4 separate regions of the Danio rerio genome follow, and all the other regions are linked to region 3. The links are chromatin contacts, called in public HiCAR-type maps. All regions are on one chromosome and are shown on one strand. The core of a region is the stretch at or near the end of the contact, and the rest is flanking DNA. Distances in the headings are between cores, read along the strand shown.

Region 1 (2,700 bases), core at 11-2,510, 180 kb before region 3:
TCACACAGGAGTGCGTGAGGCGCGCGGGAATGGTTTTCTGCGCGCATGCATCAGTTTGCTTTCACCAGTGTTGAACCTGAGGGGGAGAGCTACGTCAGTAACACCAATAATAATTTTGTGGCTGCATTTTATTTATTTATTTATTTAAATATTGGGAATTTATAAGTACATTTAAATCAATAATGTCAACAGCAAAATTATATTGGGGTGGTCAAAGGGGTGGCCACAGGGGTGACCAGAGTTTACTGAGGGGTGGCCGTGGCGGGGCGCCCCTGCGTGCACCACGTTTACGTCACTCCCAATATGTACGGAAAAAAAGAAATAATGAACTTGCACACGCAAAAGACACGACGTGAATGGCCCTTAGTTAATTCCCTCAACCACAGTTAATTCTCTGGGTCGTGCTCGTTAGCCTCAATGTACAAGCTCTAAACTGTAAACGAGTGCACAGTTTGCGTAACTGTTTAGTTGCAGAAGTTTTGTTCCATGTAGAACAATGGGGTTGAGAAACCTTTACAATTAATTAACGAATGACGAATTAAAACATAGTTAATAGTGTTAACAGGTTAAACAGATATAAAAAGAAAAGGAAACTTTAGAAAAGTTTCTAATTATTATAATTGTTGTGGTTATTATTTTTATTATTATTATTATTGTTCTTATTATTATTTTTATTATTATTCTGTTTGAGCTCATTACTACATTGTTTTACTTCATTACATTTTCAATGTTGGATAATGCTAACAGTGAAATTTAAATATGAGCTTAAATACTAGCATTAACTGTATCACATCTGTAGTGATAATATGCATGAACCTTCAGAGATTATTCTAACATGCTGCTCTTTATTGTTCTAATTTACCATGATATATTTAGTGTTCATTAATGAATAGACATACGGTTAAACATTTAATACACTACTGCTAAATGTAAATGCAATTTTTCAATCCAATCTCTTGGCCAGCAAAGATAATTCTAAATAACACGCACAAGCTCTATTTAAACTAAAACAAAGGACAATCACTTTAATGCGTGAGATGAAGGACTAGATAAAGATGGCCCCTCCTCCTGGGCCAGTAGCCTGTCATGTCTTCATGCTGACTGGCTGTAACTGGATTGAGGTTAGGAGATGAAAGCCTGAACACGCTGCTACACAGGCTAAAGCGCCGTGCGCCGTGCCGCTGCCAAGAGGATTGCCACACAAGCTGCAGGGATTATCCTGCTCTCCTGGTTGGCACGGGGAGGCTTTTCCAGTACATTCACCCAGGCCAAGACACCGCAGCCACAGGCCCCCCGAGACGCCGCTCCACCCTTGCTGTCTGGGATCTCTGTCTGACTGACTAAATCTTAAATATTTCCCAACTAGTAAGGGCAGTTAAGAGCAGGGTTTTCCCGTTTCCATTGCGGAGGAATGTGTTTGCGAAGGCTGCGGCTGTGAATTTTAGGTAGGGCAAAGGATTTAGATCCGATCCCTGCCTTAAACCGGGTCAGGATTAGTGTGAATGCTTGGATGCCAGGTGTTGAGTAGAGATGTGAATATATGCTTTGGGAGGAAGAGCTGCCAAATCTGTGTTGGGAAAAATGCCTGACTGGAAAGTTTTTCCATGTTTATAACATTCTCTGAAACAGGTGTCATGTGCAATGGACATTACTTGTGCTACTGGGACTTTATTATTCTATAAATATAAAAGGTCTGATAACTTTTTTTATATTTAAAAAAAATCTTTTCATTTCATTTTTTCATTTTTCATTTTTTTTGTAGAAACGATAGTGGTCAGAATAACAAATATTACAACAATTATTGTTTTCATAAAACAATGAAAGTAAAAAAATTATATGAAATCTGAAACATGGCACATTTTTTATTTAATGCAAAAATGGAAAGAAATAAATTTTACATTTTGAAACATTTGCAAACCTGTAATAAATAAACTTCATAGTATTAAAAACAAATACTATGAAAGTCATTTATTATAAGTTTACAACATTTTTCAAAATATCTTCTTTTGTGCTCAAAAGAACCAAAAAAATCTCAAACTGCTCAATGAGATGCCCAAACTAGGACCTGCGTGCCAAAGTTGGCCCCATGGTAACCTTGGATTTAGCCCGCGATTTCATCTGAGAAGAGAGGAAGAATGATGGGCATGGTTTAGAGATTGTCATTTTAAATCTAATGTAACCTTTTGTTTGTTTTATTGTTAAAAGCTAACTGAAATTAAATGTTTCAATTAAATATTGTAAATTAATCAGATTTAGTTTAAATGTACATACTGTCACCTGATGGATAGAGGACAATGCAGAGACTTTGGTGAGCAAATCACGAGAAAGGCAGATTCTGTGTGCGTGACTAGTGTATTCAGCATTGAACTCCACTGTTCACTTATGTTTTTATTGCAAAAATTATCATTCAGTTATAGTGCATTAGTTAAAATTATTTAAAGTAAAGTTTTTTTTATTTTTTTTAAATATTATGAAAGAAACTCAAAAATTGACCGTGGCAACTTTAATGTATTATAGTTTGGTATATTTTCCCTGGGCCAATGGCTCATAATGATATTTTTGTTTTGTTTTTTTGGCCCTTTTATACGAAAATCTTTGGGCATCCCTGCCTTGTAGTATGTTAGTTGATACACCTCTAATTGCTGCCCTGTGTAACAAAAGTCTCTTTTTTATGTTTAACTTGACTAAAAATCAGCAGTC
Region 2 (2,700 bases), core at 19-2,518, 200 kb before region 3:
ATTGAGTGACAAGCGCGCTGTGTACGGATAGAATCAGCGGAGCGGGGATCGCTCTCTCTCCCCGCTCGCTGATTCTGTCAGAGTACAGCGGTCGGCGCGGGCCACAAAATATTGCACTGAGGGCCGCAAATGGCCCGCGGGCCGCGAGTTTGAGACCCCTGGTATACATCCTTCAAAATGGCCTTATTAGGGATTGGCTGAGTAAAAAAATCAGTCCTGCAATTCCCGTCCAATCAAATTCCACAAGTAAATTGCACCATACTGAACAACCTGAAGATGGGCACTTTATAAATGCAGTAAACCGCTAGGAAGTATTAAAAGTGTCCAAGAAGATGTCCAAAATTTTTACATGCAATGACCCAGAGACTGTTTAGTTTGCATGATGAGAAGATGAAGGATGTTTACTGTATGACTGAAATCATCAAGTGGCCTTAAACAATAACTAAATGCACTACATAATGTTATGTTTTCACACACACACATACAAATTGCAAGTAAACACTTCAACATTTTAATACTCACTACTCTTGAGTACTTTCAAAAGAGCTACTTTTTACTCATGCTACTAGTAATATTTACAACAGATACTTTTACTCACACTATTTTTTAACAGTATTTTTAACTTGAGTATGATTTTTTTGGTACTCTTTCCACCACTGATATTAATATTACAGAAAACAGTTCACTGGAAGCCCTTGGGCTGTGTGCATATAGACCATTGCTTAGGTACAAAAAAGCAAACTGGAATTAAATGTTTCAATTAAATGTTGTAAATGAATCAGATTTTTAAAATGTAAATACTGTTACTCGACGGAAAGAGGATTATGCAGAGGCAAATCAAGACAAAAACTAGTGTAATTCTATTATAAATTAGATTGTTTTGTTTTTACTGTAATAAGCTTATTTTAAAATGTCAAAAAATAGTTTAGTTCATAATAAACAGTATTTTCTAGTATTTTTTAAATATATATCATTAAATAAAATAAAAAAAATACCCAATGGCAACTACATTTACCTTTGGCCCACTAGTCTTAATCAAGTTTGGTTATGGGCACTTCATACGAAAAAGTTTGGTCACCCCTGCTCTAGCTGTTGACATTTTAGGATTACCAAGAGCCACACTTTCTTCTTTAGAGTTTAAAACGTCACCAACATCTTGGTTGTGTGTAACTGTACCGGGAATTTAGCTTTTATGGGAAAACTGGCAATTTAAATAAAAAGGACCTGAGTTATCGACCCTCTGCGTTTATCGCATCGTTAAACAAAAGATCAACTGAGCTGAGTTCCCTAAAGCGTTGCATTGTGGGTATTACGTCTCAGTGCACGTTTTTATCCAGCATGGCAGGGAAAAACAAGAGGTATGTCTAATTCGTATCTATTTAATCTCGTTTAAATAGTAGCATATTATTGTTTGTGTTTCAGTACAGATAACTTGAATGTATACGGGGGTGTCAAACCCTAGTTCACTTCATAAGACGCTTCTTTGGTGAAATTTAACGGTAGCTAGCTAGTTTTAGCCACTGAAGATGGGTCAGAACTCATAGGTTTTGTATTAGTTTAGTATATACATTTTCAGTTTTGTGTCTTCAGTGTTCAGTGATTTTATTGATGCGTTTTTTTAAATCGCGTTCATGATGTATTACATTTTAATAGAAGGGAAATTATCTGAACATGCAGCATTGATAACATACTGTGTTAAAAATATGTATGCATTTGAACCTAAGAGCTCTTTTTTATTTTAAATAATTAATATATTGAAATAGGAGTAATTACAGAAGGGTTTGAACAATTTACTTTACAGATAGACCTAAATATAATCGTTTTCGTGTAAAGATGCTCATGTCATATATCATACTGACTGTAGTATTGTGCTATTATGTGTCATCTATTAAAATTAAATGTTTTATTTTAGGCATATTAAGTCTCATTTCATTTTAATCAGTTGTGATGTATTCAGTTATTCAATAAAAATATATAATAGAAGATAATTTAGTTAGAACTAATTAATATATTATTATTAATTATAAAAATATGTTTACTTTCTACAGCACTTAGTCAATCCAAAGAGTGCTAGACGAGCAAATGTAATCAAAACAAGCTAGTAAAAGATACAATCCCAAACACATAATTCCTACTATGGCCACAAATATCTAGACTAACTGTAAACAAAAAAAAGATTGGATTCTTTCATGATATCTATGTTATGTTTTTGCAGAAAGTTGGAGGATCTCAGTGTGGATGAGTTCATGTTGTCTGGGTTTGATTCTGATGAGGAAGATGACTGTGAGGATGAAGAACCCTCACCAAAGAAAGGAAAGAGCAAAACGCCTGCACTTCAGAAAACGTAAGCAAATGCTTTACATTCAGATGGTCATTCCAGTGTTCTGGGCCCAGTTTTTCAAAAGGTTTAATTCGGATAAAATTGATCCGGATTTAGTCATCCTGTTTTTGCGATCTGTGATCTCGTAATCCAGAGATAATTTTTGAGCCAGTTTTTCAAATCAACATCGGATTGGATCAATCTGTATCGGATAGGAACTTTTCAGGATCACTAAATCTGGATTACCAGTGCTCATTCAGGATAGGAAATCACAATCTATTGATACGTAAAGAGCAACAAGTAGAATAGCCAGTGTGGGGTCAATATAACTTTATTTTTATTTCAAAAGATAACACACACATTTAAAAAAAAACTTAAAA
Region 3 (2,700 bases), core at 187-2,686:
GGTTTGACAACCAAATCACAGTCTAAAAAAGATTTCTGCAGAATTCTGAAAAAATGAAGACTAGAGTAATGGCCATAATGGAAACGAATTACACTTTGAAATGTGTAAAATAGAAAATTATTATGTAAAGTTGTAACATTTCATAACTGTTCAGCAGTTCTCTTATAGAGAATACTGCAGTTTTTAAAGGAATACTGAAGTTTTAGTTAGCACCAAAAAACTGTTATTTGAGTATATTGCAGTATTACAATACAACCGAAGTACTACTACAGTACAACTACTGCAATAGTACTGAAGTGATGAAGTACTACAACTACTATAATGCAGTACTGCTACTGCAACACAACTACAGTACAACAACTACTTTCAGTTCTTAGTACTTTTAGTAGTTTACTACAGTGGACAAGGGTTTCCAAATAAGGTTTCAGTACTTCAGTTGTACTGCTGAAGGACTACCACAATATATTGTATTGCACTTTTCAGAAGTATAAGTAACTACAGCAATACATCAACAATACTGCAAGACATAATAAACCTAAAGTGCATGTTTAATACTTATTTATCTATGTGTAATAAATTATATAACATCACTATATTGTCTCTCTTAGTTTATTTAATGTTACTTCAGATGTACTGCATTTTACTGCGGTTGAACTTTATTGCATTGTAGTTGAACTGTGTGTATACCTCATTATACTACATTAATTTTGCAGTTTTATTGAATTTTGCCACAGTTATCCTTGTAGGTTACTGCTGTTGTACTATTTAGTTCACTGCAGTTGTTTTATTTTATTTTTATTTTTGCAAATAAACTCTTACAATTGTAATTAGAAAATTAATTAAATCCCAAAAAAAAAAAAAAAAAAACATCCCTGAAAAAAATATTTTTGGAAGATGCTGAAGAGCAAACCTCTTGGAACATAAGTGCAGTACAGTTCTTGGCATTGGCATATTGGACTACAGCAGTACAAGTGCAGTAAAGACGATGTTTACTTCTTTTTACTCCAGTTTACTGCAACTTATAATGCTGTTGAACTTCATTGTATTGCAATTTTGCAATTGTACTTAATTCTACTGCAATTATACTTCTATATACCCGTTTACTGCAGTTATGTTGTAGGGTTTTTAAATAAATCAAATAAATGAAAAATAAATAAATGAAAACAAATAAATGAAAATAACAGTGGGCTAGTTTTTAATGCTAATGTGCATGCTGTAGCAATGATCTCTTGTCTTAAATGATACGTGACCTAGTGTGTGTGTGAACTTCACACATGTGTGTGTTTGAGGTGAACGTGCTAAGGGTGAACATGTACAGGCATGGCATGCACAGATCCCCTTACTGCGAGACGCTGGCAGCATATACTTATATCTCTGGTTTCTGTGTGTGTGCGTGTGTGTGGCAAACTATATTAAATCCCTCTCGCAGCGGAGGTGTCGTGTTGCGGCTGCTGCTTTATAGCTGGTGCCGGAGCAGACTGGCGGCAAGAGCGGCGGCATTATCTGCATGCTGAGGAATGTCTCATGCCCCGTCATTTCCAGCAACCTCAGGTACAGCAGTTTAAAAGCACACGGAGGTGCACAACCAACTGGAATACACACTTCTAATGCAACTCATTACAGGTTCAGCCTGTCTTCTACCACCATTTATTGCTCAACATGATCATAACTACCATCATGTCATTTTGTCATATACAGTAGTCAACTTATGAAGTGGATCAAAGCCTTTTGCTCAAAACCTAAACGTTGTCCTAAAACTAGTGATCAACATCCATTCGTGTGTTGCTTTGGGCTATACAAAAAATAAAAAAAGAGCAAAGACCACCAGTTACAAGTTTAAGTTGACATAACAGCCTCACTGAGGAAGATATAAAGCGATTCGTTCAAAATATCTGAATCATTCAGTAATGAATCAAATGAGTGTCATTATGAATAGATTGTTGAATCAAGACTGTTTTAAAAAGACGTAACTTGATACATTAACCTCTTGTTTGTTTAACTGTTGTATAAAATCTGTTTTTTTTGTAATAGTTAAATAAACAGCACTCATTGCTTGTGTTAATTACTAATCTTTAGATTTTAAAGATATTTATAACTTATATTGCATGGGCATTCTAGAAGCATTTTAACATTTCTTCTGAAGTTAAATGCATTTGGGCTTATTTTATGTATGTATGTATTTATTTATTGTTTTTTTATTTGTTTGTTTGTTTGTTTGTTTTATTTAAAATATTTATTTAGTTATTTAGTTAGTTAGTTAGTTAGTTAGTTAGTTAGTTAGTTAGTTAGTTAGTTAGTTATGTTTTGCAACTTATCCAGCACACGTTTTATTCAGCGGACAAGCATACACTCTCATTCACACACATACCCTATGGCCAATTTAGCTTACCCAATACACTTATAGCGCATGTCTTTGGGCTTGTGGGGGAAACTGGAGTGAACATGGGGAGAACATGCAAACTCCACACAGAAGTGTTAACTGGCCCAGTGCTACCCACTGCGACACAGTGTCACCCCTATTTATGATACATGTATTTCCAATACTAAATAGTATTTTGTCATTTGTATTTGATAAGGTTGATGAAATGGATGAATACTTTGAATCAAAATACTGTAATGTCTTGTATTTTCGATGTTTCAAAATACTGTAAAATTATTTGCAATGAATCTACAGTTTATGGTGACATAAAAATGAGGCCT
Region 4 (2,700 bases), core at 12-2,511, 150 kb before region 3:
TTTGATAAAAGTTTCTGAAGGAAAACAAATTGCTTTGGGTTGAATCTTGCAGATAAATTAGAAATGATCTGTTTTGATTTAATGATGTCTTAAAAAATGCTAATTTGATCTGGCTGCTCACCTTACTTGCCTCTGTATTAGTAAGATAAAAGTCCATTTGGATTTGAACTGCAGAGTAATTACATGTTGATCACTGCTTTAAAGATTTTATTTTTTTTTATCTTTTACAGAGGAAAAAGATGATTCTGATGAGGATGATGAAGGCCTGGAGGACCTCACAGACCTTAGTGATGAAGATAACGAAGACGATTCTGGTGATTATGTTTCTGTTTTGAGTGAGGCTAGATATGATTGTTCAAGGAAACTTCTGTGTGTTTTCATTATTCACCTGTATTTGCCTGTTTTTTAAACTGTTCCCCATTCCTGTGATTTTTCTTAGATGGAGACCAGAAGCAGCCTTCATCTTCTAAGGGCAAAGCTCCAAAGAAGATGTTGAGTACAGAGCTGAAACAGGTGGCTGAGGGAGATGAAGATATGGTTGAGGACCTGGAGCTCTCAGATCAGGACTAAAATCGGTGTTACATCAGAGAGACTTTTCTATTTCCCAAATAATACTGCTTTTAAAGGAACATTTGACTTTTTTTGGAAATAAGCTTGTTGTACAAATCGCCTTCAGGCCTTGCAGAACACTTTTAGCTTAGCATAAATCATGGAGTCAGATTAGACCATTAGCAACGAAAAGTTGCTATTTTCTAGGTCAATATGGCTAGAAACTATCAAGGATCAAACTAATCAAGGAACTTGGCAACCACAGCAACTTTTCATTTCCAGTGATTTAGGCTAAGATAAATATTCTACTGCCAAACCCAGAGAATGGCTAAATGGATTTAAAAACGGTACAAATCCGCTGTTTTACTCTAGGTGACTTTTAAAATGAGACCATTTCCAAAAAAAAAGTGGAGTGTTCCTTTAAAGAAATATCTCCTTTAAGAGTCATGTACAGCGCCTGTTGTAGTAATAACATATTTTTTGCACTGTTTTTTTTACACCCACAAGGACTCTTCTTCATAGTTCATCTAATGCTTCATAATATTGCCCAAATGAAGGCCTTATTAAAAGTGTTTACCTTATGAAAACTAAGGGTGTCTCTTTCAGCTCAGTGTTGCATTGTTGTGTTTTGAGGTGTTGAATTGGAGGCCAGAGGCAGGAGGTGGAGGCGCAGGGTCGGCCCTGAGCACCAGGCTGCCAAACGCTCGTATCATCCACTGCCAGGCTGTGCTGGCCAGGTGCGGAGAGAGGAAGAGAAGAAAACAGAGCGCAGCCTGTTCTCGCGCCAAAACATCTCTCCCCTTCAGTGCTTTCACGTCACTTTCTGAAACCGCTTGGCTTTTTCTAAATGTTTTAAAGCGCTGTTTAAGCTGCCAGAACTCCACACAGCTCTAGTGGTGCTTTAGGAAATTGGTTAAGAAAGACTAAGATTAAGACAGGTTTTTAGTTGTTCTATTCTAGTAGTTATTTAGCTTAAAAGTGTAGTTCACCTAAAAGTGAAAGTTTTGCTCACTCTTAAAGGGATTGTTCACCCAAAAATGTAAATTACCTCATCATTTACTCCTTCATGTTGGTTTAAAACTTTGAGTTTCTTTGATATTTTAAAGAATTCTGATTGCTGCTACCCATCGACTTTCATAGTAGGAAACAAAAATTACGGAAGTTAATGGGCGGCAACTTACCAGCCAGTACATTTTTGAACAAGTGAACCAACTATCCATTTAACTCTTCTATCATCTTTAGGGTCAATTTGACCACATTCAATGTTAAACATATGTACATATATAATTGACTTTTTTCATATTGTATTACTTTTCCTAATTTAATGGGGAAAACTTGGTCACATCTGTGTTCTTTGGGCCTCAAGCTAAAAAAGACATAAGAAATTTTAGAAAATAATTACACACATTTGTTTTGGGTGATACTGAGGTCACTGTAACATGCTATCATTTTGTAATATGCACTAAAATTGTGTATGTTAAGTTTAATTTTAAAAAAATGTTGTGTTGGGGTTGGGGGGAATACTAATTCTCGTGGGAACTTTGATGTTTCCCATGCCATGAGGGAGGGGGGGAAAAACTAATTCGTGTGAGAACTTAGATATTTTCTGTGTTTTTTTTTTTTTTGTTTTTGTTTTTTTTTTTTGAATGAGGGGAAAACAAAATTCACATGGTTTACAGGTTGATCCAAAGCTATAAAAACACAGATGCTTTATAAACTATTTCTCTTTGTGCTCTGTTGGCTCTCCCTTTAAGCTCTCTCAATTGAAAACAAATGCCATCTAAGCAAAAGTTTTCTGTCAGTGAGGTTTTGTCATTAAGTTTTGACAGTAAAAGTGACATATGATTGTGTCTGAGACAGGAAAATCTTTATATATATTCTGGAGGTTTTTAATTGCTAAAGGTGTTGGCAGATTTTAGGGTAACGGGAGGGTTTAAGGGTGATTCCATTCACATGGAAGTCAATTTCTACCAGTTATGTTTCAAAATATCTTTTGCTTTCAATAGAAAAAAAAAACTTTCTTGAAACAAGTGGATGGTAAATAAATGACAGCGGTTTCATTGTTGTGTGAACCATGCTTTTAAATTTCTAAAATAGAAATGTCTAACTGACATTAAAACCATGAAAAATGTCTTGAAACTGAAGTCAACG

Evidence for each region. HiCAR-type assays count read pairs that join an accessible place to other places.
Region 1: a contact with region 3 is called in a HiCAR-type map of caudal fin, with 4 times the contacts expected there. The contact joins two enhancer-like sites. A contact is called at or near these places in 5 of 18 Hi-C or Micro-C datasets (caudal fin, embryo and an unstated tissue) and 1 of 4 datasets of contacts at active chromatin or transcription factors (caudal fin).
Region 2: a HiCAR-type map of caudal fin shows a contact between it and region 3, with 6 times the contacts expected there. The contact joins the promoter of noc2l here to the enhancer-like site in region 3. A contact is called at or near these places in 8 of 18 Hi-C or Micro-C datasets (caudal fin, embryo, fibroblasts and 3 more) and 2 of 4 datasets of contacts at active chromatin or transcription factors (caudal fin and embryo).
Region 4: a contact with region 3 is called in a HiCAR-type map of caudal fin, with 3 times the contacts expected there. The contact joins two enhancer-like sites. A contact is called at or near these places in 2 of 18 Hi-C or Micro-C datasets (caudal fin and an unstated tissue) and 1 of 4 datasets of contacts at active chromatin or transcription factors (caudal fin).

The regions. Positions count from the first base shown.
Region 1 is chr23:26,094,306-26,097,005 of GRCz12tu, reverse strand. All of the region lies in intron 13 of noc2l (NOC2-like nucleolar associated transcriptional repressor), which reads left to right. Among named protein-coding and RNA genes, the nearest start is that of noc2l, 23 kb to the left of the region's middle. Within about 2 kb of position 1,260, at least 7 of the 62 cell types and tissues checked have an H3K27ac peak or open chromatin away from gene starts, as enhancers often do. A contact at or near this core is called in caudal fin, where this site is marked.
Region 2 is chr23:26,116,982-26,119,681 of GRCz12tu, reverse strand. It overlaps noc2l (NOC2-like nucleolar associated transcriptional repressor), which reads left to right and starts at 1,268. Exons shown (of 19, transcript NM_001003830.2): 1 at 1,268-1,358; 2 at 2,216-2,344. The coding sequence starts at 1,339.
Region 3 is chr23:25,913,402-25,916,101 of GRCz12tu, reverse strand. All of the region lies in intron 2 of LOC101883493 (a long non-coding RNA gene), which reads right to left. Among named protein-coding and RNA genes, the nearest start is that of samd11, 44 kb to the left of the region's middle. Within about 2 kb of position 1,436, at least 14 of the 62 cell types and tissues checked have an H3K27ac peak or open chromatin away from gene starts, as enhancers often do. A contact at or near this core is called in caudal fin and skeletal muscle, where this site is marked.
Region 4 is chr23:26,063,567-26,066,266 of GRCz12tu, reverse strand. It overlaps noc2l (NOC2-like nucleolar associated transcriptional repressor), which reads left to right. Exons shown (of 19, transcript NM_001003830.2): 18 at 231-314; 19 at 440-1,140. The coding sequence ends at 570. Among named protein-coding and RNA genes, the nearest start is that of noc2l, 53 kb to the left of the region's middle. Within about 2 kb of position 1,261, at least 9 of the 62 cell types and tissues checked have an H3K27ac peak or open chromatin away from gene starts, as enhancers often do. A contact at or near this core is called in caudal fin, where this site is marked.